Linked DNA regions of Anser cygnoides: all the other regions are linked to region 3. Evidence: chromatin contacts called from public Hi-C data. All regions are on one chromosome and are shown on one strand. The core of a region is the stretch at or near the end of the contact, and the rest is flanking DNA. Distances in the headings are between cores, read along the strand shown. Region 1 has its middle 19 kb from the start of TLR3. Region 2 overlaps LOC125184582 (a long non-coding RNA gene). Region 3 overlaps LOC106035130 (a long non-coding RNA gene).

What was found. A called contact is a pair of places that touch in the nucleus more often than the background predicts.
Region 1: a Hi-C map of liver shows a contact between it and region 3, with 2.1 times the contacts expected there. The contact joins two enhancer-like sites. A contact is called at or near these places in 2 of 7 Hi-C or Micro-C datasets (both in liver).
Region 2: a Hi-C map of liver shows a contact between it and region 3, with 2.8 times the contacts expected there. The contact joins two enhancer-like sites. A contact is called at or near these places in 2 of 7 Hi-C or Micro-C datasets (both in liver).

Annotation. Positions count from the first base shown.
Region 1 is chr4:60,046,530-60,049,360 of Taihu_goose_T2T_genome, reverse strand. No RefSeq gene overlaps it. Among named protein-coding and RNA genes, the nearest start is that of TLR3, 19 kb to the left of the region's middle. Within about 2 kb of position 1,385, at least 2 of the 3 cell types and tissues checked have open chromatin away from gene starts, as enhancers often do. A contact at or near this core is called in liver, where this site is marked.
Region 2 is chr4:59,040,783-59,043,711 of Taihu_goose_T2T_genome, reverse strand. All of the region lies in intron 2 of LOC125184582 (a long non-coding RNA gene), which reads left to right. Among named protein-coding and RNA genes, the nearest start is that of CDKN2AIP, 6.9 kb to the left of the region's middle. Within about 2 kb of position 1,416, at least 2 of the 3 cell types and tissues checked have open chromatin away from gene starts, as enhancers often do. A contact at or near this core is called in liver, where this site is marked.
Region 3 is chr4:59,552,147-59,555,162 of Taihu_goose_T2T_genome, reverse strand. The region is part of intron 1 of LOC106035130 (a long non-coding RNA gene); the gene reads left to right. Among named protein-coding and RNA genes, the nearest start is that of HELT, 10 kb to the left of the region's middle. Within about 2 kb of position 1,637, at least 1 of the 3 cell types and tissues checked has open chromatin away from gene starts, as enhancers often do. A contact at or near this core is called in liver, where this site is marked.

The sequences.
Region 1 (2,831 bases), core at 136-2,635, 490 kb before region 3:
TGTATTGGCTCCACTAAAATCCTCTGCATATGAGGCATTGTACCCTTCAAAAGGTCAAGCCAGGAAAAGTTTTGTCTCAGTGCAATACAGCCCAGTTGCTCTCTAGATGGGTCACTAACTGCAGCATGAGAAGATCAAGCTGTCATGACACATTTGAGGGCAATCATCCTTTTCATCCAAACGTTGCTAGAAGATTAAAGAGAACCAAACACAAGAGACTTCTCAGTTAAAATAGAAGACATCCAAATGCAATTTTTCATAGATGCTCTATTACTGTATATATGAAGAATCTCAATGTCTACATTACCCAAGTCAGAAAGGATTATTTTAATCTTATTTAGTATCAACAAAACCAAAATAACCTCAGAGAAAGACAAAACAGAGAATACTTTCATACAAAGAAAGTATCAGCACAAGAAAAAATAGGAACTGCCTCTTTGAGAAGGAAATACATCTTTAAAATTGGCATGGATACCTAAACCGCATTGTGTTATCTATCTCAAAGAAGTTTATAAAGGTGTCTTCTACACCTTGTACTTCATCACAGCCGCAGTAAAAAAAGTAAAAGATCCTACATTCTCGTGGCTGGGGCAGGGGAAAGGGTTATTTGTCACAAGTCACTGATCTCTAATTAGAAACAGGTAAGGCATTTGAGCATCTCCAGCACTACCCATTTACATCACATCTGAATTTTTCACTGAGAAAGGACTACTGATGGCAGCAATATCTCCTTTTCTAAGCTCCTCTTTGCTGTGGTTCCAACTGGGTCATTCACATAGACTACTACTTCCCTAACAGGCAAGGGCAGACCCTCTTAAAGAGGGTTAAAGGCTCACAGCTTTGTACCTGACTCATTGAAACCCTTATGAAGAGTACAACAAAGGGGACAGATTACTTTGTTCACTCCACTTCTTATCAGATGTAAAACATTCTTATGGGAGCAGATTGCTTTCCTCATCCAAATTTTTTCAGTTAAAACCTCTGCATATCTTCCTACTGGTTGCTGTATCGTTAACTATTTCTGCAGCAACTGAACTTGCCAGAGAAGATTGGAGTGTAGGTGTACTCTTAGGCTTACTATATGAGCAAAACTACTGCAGCAATTACAGCTCACAGAAATATAAAATTCAAGTACTTGCCTTGTATCTTAGGTCATTAATAACAAACCTTAAGGCATCTGAGGATAGATCTGATTTTGGTGGGACAGAAAATTAGCAGCGCATGCCAACACTGCAGCAGTCCAGAGAGTGCACAACACCAGGCAGAATCAAGTTTAGCACCTCACAGGACAGTTTTACACATCAATAACCTGAGACAATATCTGCGATTTGGTATCTAGATCTACAAGGCCAACGTAGCTGAAGAGTGATCTGTTAGGCTGAGAGAAGTCTTCAAAATAGTACTGCAAGACTATGAGAACACTGAAATATTTCTTACGACCAGTGATTGTAACAGCAGATGTGTCACTACTGTACCTATTTCTGCAGCATACTTCTGTAACAAAAGTTTTCATTACTTCCAAGAGATTCCTTAAGAGACAAGCACTAAATAAACTAAAATATTACATTTTAAGGTAACTTATGACAGCATATGCAGGTTGTTTTCAAAAACAATAAATCCTGACAATTTTTTAAGAATTACAGCTTTAGCATAAAGATTCTTTGTAACAAGCAGTTTTTCCTGCCCTATTATGTTAGTAGGCTTTCTGAAGGACGAAACCCATATCTCAGCTAATAAGAATGCTTATGTCAGATTTTTTTCCCTTCTATTTCAGCTTTTGCCCAGCACTTCTTTCCTCTACAGCAAACAAACATTAATCAGTGACCTTTGCCCTGCCTGTGGATACCCCTGGTATAACAGCATGCTTGGCACAGTGGGCAATATTTGGAATGAAAGTAGTATCATACCAATCAAGTTAAACTATAACCCAGACTAACCTCAGTCCAAATTCTAAAAAGACAGCATTAGACAGCATCAAGTTTGGGATTTCTAAACTTGGAATTACAGCCAGATGTTATACGCCAGTAACGTCTTCTAGGCAGTACAAGGACTTGCAGCTTCAGAAAATCAGCTTGTAAAAGCCTAACTTCTCAAAATCATCTTCCTGGTTCCACCTGGAAGTGGCATAAAGGCACCAGCAAACAGAAATCCATGATGAGTTAAAGAAATTGGAAACATGTGGGTCCTAAGAGGGCATGTGACACAGCTGGGCCATGTGGACCCTGCACTTCTGCCAGGCATAAAATAGAGAACAGGAAAGAAGAGAAAGGGCAAAGTGTGATAGTTCTAAAAACAGGTGTTGTGAAGTAGGGAGTCAGGGGAGTTTAGGAGAATAGAAGCTAAAGCCTGAAGGGGAGTTACTGCAAATCTGTTTGAAGAGGGGCTCAGGTGGGTAGAAGGCTCCTGAGAAAGCTTCCCCAGGCTATGAGACAGCTGGGAAAAGCTGCTTAAAGCTAAGGAAAGTGACACTGCAAAAGCCCATAGAAGGTAACATATGAGAGGTTAACTGTTTCTAAGATTGTTACTCATTTTTCTTACTTCTGTAAATATACTTAAAATGTGGGAAATGCAGGTGGGGAGTTAACCACCCCCCAGCAAAAAGCTCAAGAACAGAAATTCGAGGCACCTCTCCTGCAGCTTATGCCACCATCACAGGCATCTGCCACTCATGGGCAGTTGCCCATCCACCACCATCCATTCTCCATTGCTGGAATAGCAATTTGACATGAAAAAAGACATTGCTGGAATTTTTAAGATGAACTCCCCCAAGTGTAAGTCACTGAGTTCGTAAACTCCTCTGCCCCCAAACATGCCAGTGCCTACAAACACAG
Region 2 (2,929 bases), core at 167-2,666, 510 kb after region 3:
CTGTCCTCCATGGCAATGCTGTCCATATCGGCCATTTTTAATATTGCAAACAGGTACACTTTTCGGTATGCTAGCTTTTAAGCTCATTTTAAAAAAATGCATAGGAATTCATTCAGAATTAAGAGCTTCCACCTGTTGAGGAACTGTTGTATAGTGTTTCAGAGATCCTCCCAACTTGAAATTCCATCTGCAGTCCCTACACAAGGAGCCCTGTTTTTTTCTGGGTAGGGACTTTGATCCTGCCTGGAAGGCACACAACTGCTCACTGTCAATCAGACCTATAACTTGGGAGTCCTCTTTGACTCCAGTCTGTTTTTTTAAACCTGTTTATCTTGATGGATATGAATTCTGTTTCCTTTTCTTCTCCAAAGTCTTGTTATCTCTGTCCATATCACAGATGGGCTTTTTTAGGCTTTTATTATGTCTCATCCTGCTTATGACTTTTTTTTTTCCTATGCTTGTTGTGACCTGTCAAAGAGGTTCCTTGAAACACTATTGTTACACTTATCTTCCTGGACTCTTTTGTAGTTCCTTTTTGTACTTCCATCTCTAGTGTACCTCCATAGATTTCCCTGTGTCTGCAAGCCCTCTAGCCCTCTGAGAGCGCAGTCTGACAATTTTTTTTGGCAGCAGTGCTGGCCTAAGACAGTCTCTGCTCACAGCCATTCACTCCTGTCCCTTTGATATCCCTGCTAGTTTGCTGGCACAGTCATTTTGCTCGGCTGCGTGGTAATCCAGATTAGGAACCTGATTTGGCTGAAAAGCAACAGGGGGGAGGGAGGAGAGGCACCTTTTCCAGCTGCCTGTTTCTGTGGTGTGGTCTGTCAAACAGCATTTTGGCTGGTGCCACGGAGGGGTTAGGTCAGGGGCAGATCGAAGCGCTGAGAGATGAGCAGCTGCAGGCTGCAATGGCTTGTGCTGGTTTAGGTGGTACTGTTGCTAGCTGTTGAGCCGTGACCTGATTTTGACGATAGAGGTAAGCCAGCTAATAGCTAGCTGCTTCCGAAGGAGTAGTGCTGTGCCTCCTTCTTCTCCCCTCCTCCTGGATTCCTGTGACTTCCCCTGTGCCAACACCGATGCTTACCTAGCTCCCCAGCAAGCCAGATGTGGGAGCCAGCCGATCGCAGAAGTATTCGCCGCTTCTTGTAAGGGTTTGCCTGGCTGTTGTGCTGCATGCCCATGGAGCCTGCCCTCTCAGCAGCAGCTGGGTGCTCTGTCAGCTCAGCTGCATTCTCAGTTGCACAAAAACACTTCACAAACTTTGTCTTTTCCTGTCATCTGCTGTCCTCTTCTCTCACAGTCTCCTTATCTAGTCCATCTGCTTTTCTTGTAATTGTGTTAATGATGTCCTTTTGGTCACCCTCAACATACGGAATATCTTCCCTGAGGCAATCACTGCATCCTTCAAATCTCTCAAGATTTGAAGATGCCACAGTAAACTGCTAGCTGATAATGCCCAGTTTAGTTGCTTGTAGGAATTACGGATTTCATTACTGGACTTAATGTGTCTGTGTATTAGCTTGAAATAGGTATGCTCTGCCAGTTTATCTGAGAAACTAAAAGGGTTTAAACTGCTACAGAATCTTTTTTTTTTTTGAAAAAAATCAAAAACACCACACAACCTCCCCCCAAAATACTCTCAAAGCTATGCCCTGAAGCAGATGTAATTCCCTAAGGTCACATATAAATAGCAGAGACTGATTTGCTGTTGCTTCGCACCTTGGATCATCATTCATGCTTGTGCAAATGGACACAGCATTGCTACTAAGCAGTTTACAGTAACATCTAACAGAATTGTAAATTGCTGCCCCAGAGACAAGATAGCAGGGAGTCAGCGCTTAAATGAGCAGCTGAGCATAGAGACCTGGGGAGTTCTTTTCACCTAGCTGTTCTTAGTGTTTGGGTTCTTTTTAGACACCTGTATAAGCATACCCTAAACATATTTTATTCTAGTATTTTGGCATGGTAAGCGTTTTTTTTTTTCCTATTCATTTAAATAGAAAAGGTATGGAAAAATAGCAATGAGTGAAGTTTCACATTGCCTTGGAAACAATAAAATAAAATGACTTGAATTTGTTATCATAAAAACACTCGTCAGGGCACCTCTAAACCGTGCAACAGAGCACAGGAAGCAGCGTCTGTAGAGTTGCATAGTGTTGGAATAGACTTGCAAGTCTGTAGACTTGCTGAGTGTTGCTGCACCCAAAGCACTTAACGCTGTTGGTGGGTGGTGCTAATTAGGCTGGACACAGTGCTAATTAGGTTGGACACAACACGGTGGTCATGCAAATACACCTGTGACTTTTTGGCTCAGACCTGGCTGGAGGATTCCGCACATAGTGCTGCATCGAGCCATATGTGCACGTCCAGCGAGAGAAATCGTTGGCTCGTGGCCTTTTATTCATTACCCCTGTAGGGTTTAGCTGCAGCAGCAGATGCATTTTTCATGTACAGGTGTCAGAAGTGGCTTTGTGCCAGCATTTACCTCCCTCTTGGTAAAAATAGAAGATGCCCTTTTAAGTGTATATTTCAGGCTGTGCGTTGTTGCTGTGAAATAACGGACGTCCAACCTAGCTGCTGCTTGAAACAGGTCTGTTTTACATCTTAATTAGAGCGGTAAGTATTGGTGGAGAGCAGGAAAGACACCAGGATGGTAATTTTTTCAGCCACCATAACTTTATAGAAATTGTGAGTCTACTGCAAGGTCACAGTGGCAGACAGCAGTGTGGCAAAGAGCAAAGCACAGTCTCCTCCACTACATTTATCAGGAGACCTACCTTTTCCCTCCAGTGAGACAAAGCAATGTTTCAGGTTAGAGATACAATCACAACTAAAGCATAAATTCCCTGTCTGGGTGGCAAGTATGCTCCCAAAGCACTGACGACTGAATTACCGTATTCTGAAATAACTGGTGAATATATCCATAAAT
Region 3 (3,016 bases), core at 388-2,887:
TTTATATTACCATCAAGGAAAAATCTGTGCTGACCTTTTGACCATCGTGGCAGGAGAGGTGGTTTTAGGGTACACATGAGAGCTGGATAGGCACAGTTGTCCCTGCTGGCATTGGAAACGGGGTTGTTTAATGCTAAATTGCAGCTGTGCTATTTTTACGAAGCAGTAATTTTCCTCCACAATTTTGTAACTCCCTGCGTTGTAAGCTCTGTTACTTGGGCACTTTTAACACGATGTACAGAGACTCCAGCTTTTCATTGCAGCAGCTGCGTAGGCTAAATGTGCTGATCAAGTCCTTCTGCTCCTTGTGCTGGCACCGAGTCCTGTAGGTGTGTTTTGCTCCTGGTTGACAGAGGTCCTTTCCCGTGACCAGCCCTCAGCCACTTAAAAGATACACTGAGCACCTTTCCAGCCGTGCTGGGTGATTCGATGCACACTGTGTGCTAGTGGTGGTGGTGGGGTGCCCCGCAGTTGTCTTTTCAGGTGGGGTTTTTGGAACAAAAGTTAATTTTTTGCACCATCACAGTGCCTTTTAATTCCGAAATATTCCAAGTGAATCCGCTGGAGCCATCCCATTAGCATCAGAGGGCATTACGTTAGCGTCTGAAAGCACTGAAAGTCTCTGTTTGCACCCGTTGGCAGTTTCGGGCTATTTAATATTTTGCTTTACACTTGCGTGTTTATCTTCTCGATTTTCTAAACACAGAGTTAAAGCACTGATGTGTCAGTACAAACTTTTCCTGTTAACTGCATTGAATAAATATTTTTTTCCAGGAATAATGCAACTTTATTTTCTAAGGCAGCTACCATCTGAAGAAGGCTGTGGCTTTTCAGGCGTATATGGAATAAACAGGTTGCATTCACCACTGCCGTAATTCTCCTCAACTTAGTGAATTTACACTAGGGATAAATTTGAGCAAATGTTTCCAGGCAGCCATCAATTTGCTCTGGTCTCCAGCTGAATGTTACAAAAGCCTAAAGTAGGTCTTGGGGATCTGTTTGGTAACAGAGAAAGAGATTTCATCGCTGTTGACAGCTGCTGGGTACATAAAAGACTGACTGAGCCGCAGAAATATCTTCCAGTGCTGATGTCCCTTGCGAGCAATTGCCAGCTCATTGCCCAAGAGGTCTGAAAGCCTGGGAATGTGTGCGGTGCAGCAAGGCGCGGTGCACCTATGGGGTGCCCTATGGATTTAGCAGCCCATGCCCTGGAAGCAGCAGAGCCTGTTAGCTAGGTTGGACACCCTGCTGTCACACCACGGGGCACACACAAACCATACCTGGGAACTTCGAACACAGTCTGCTCAGGGGACTGCAACGCAGTGGTTAAGTGGGAGAGGTTTGTCCCCTGGTCTTTGGGCAGTTACCCAGTGTTAATGCAAATATTCATTTTTTTTTTTTTATTTTTTTTCCTTCCTTTAAAGAAGCTGCATGGGTCCTGAAAAGAAGGAAGAAAAAGCTTTCATTCATGACTTTTGTACAGACATTCCTGATTGGAGGCCCTTTTTATTTACCAAGCCACGGTTCATACCTTTTGTGCCATTCGCAGCACTTCTATCTGCTGCTGTTGTGCTATCAGGCAGCTGCCTGAGGGGGATATGAAGTGTGGCCTCAGGCAAAAACAGGTAAAGTGAGAAAGAGGAAAGTATTTAAAGAGAATTTAGGAAGAAAAGCAGCCAGCTTTTCTGGATTAAATCTATTATAGTAAGACATAATCTTTCAAAGAAGCTGTATTAGCAGAGCCATCCTTAAACACCCTGGACAGAAAACTCAAGTGAGCGCTGTAGGAAATTGTCCAACCCTGTTAAAAGGGAGAAGTAAATTGCTTAATAAGCAATTCTCCATCTGTAGTCCCTATTAAATTTCACCCTAATCATTGTGCTTTATCAGCAATGGCTGTGATAGCATAAATCACACATCTTTTCAGGTCAGACAGTTCTCCCTCTTTTCCTGAGAAGTTAATTTTCCAGTTCTATTTTGGGAGCTCTGGTGCCTTTATTTAGCAGTGTAAATTTTAGTCTCCAGACACACAGAAGTGTATTTTGTAATAAGCTGGCTGAAGGCAACCTGCCAGTATTCAGTATCAGTGAAAAGTATTGTGACAAACTTAGGATTTTTAGACAGCTAAAGTCAACTAAGCTCAGATACTTGTTTAAGCACTCTGCTAAACAAGACTGCATTTAAGACTGTTTCTGTTTCAGTGGGTTTGTACTCTTAAATCTGTTTGAAATGCTTCGCAGTTGAGTGCTTAGCTCAATAAGCAAATAGCTGAACAACTAAATAAGCTGTATCTGAGGGGGCTATGTTTTCCTGTGGTTCTTGGAAAAGCACGTGCGTGCAAGGTGGTACAACCTGATCACTGAATGCACCGTGGAGTTTGGTAAACAAACAATCAAGGGTATCTCCCGCAGCATGAGGAAAGCTCTTCCAACACACACAGGCCTGTTGCAGCAATACTAGGTCTGGAACAAACAGTGAATTTGATTTTTTCCACTATTTGACCTAATCTTTGCCATCTTTTTGGTAGAAAATTGTATTCTCCCTATCTGACCTCTTCAAGGTTTTTGGGCTGCACTCAAAAAGGAGCTGAGGCATCACAGCTTTGAGGCTCACCCCAGGTGTCCCCCCAGACTAGCAGAGCCCTGACCCTCAAGTTAATCAAAGGAACTCCCTATGCAGTGCTGGGGGTACCTGGCATCCCTCAAAACAGGATCCAGAGGTGAGACATTATGTTTTCCTGAGTGGCTACTCTTAACAAGTGTGTAGGAGACTACATTTCTTCTCACACAAAGGCACTGATGCCTGATTCCTTTGGATAGCTTTTCCTGTGTGTTTCTTCTACTGTCTCTTTTGGGTACTTTTTTTTCTATGGCTACATCAGCGTTGCTTTCCACTTGAGGCATTTCATTGCGATATTTCAAGTTCTGCACGATTGCCATTCATCTTTTCTAGTGCATCATGAGCTAGCAAGCCTCAATCAGACTCCTGGTGCCTTCAGATAAATCTATTTTAATTC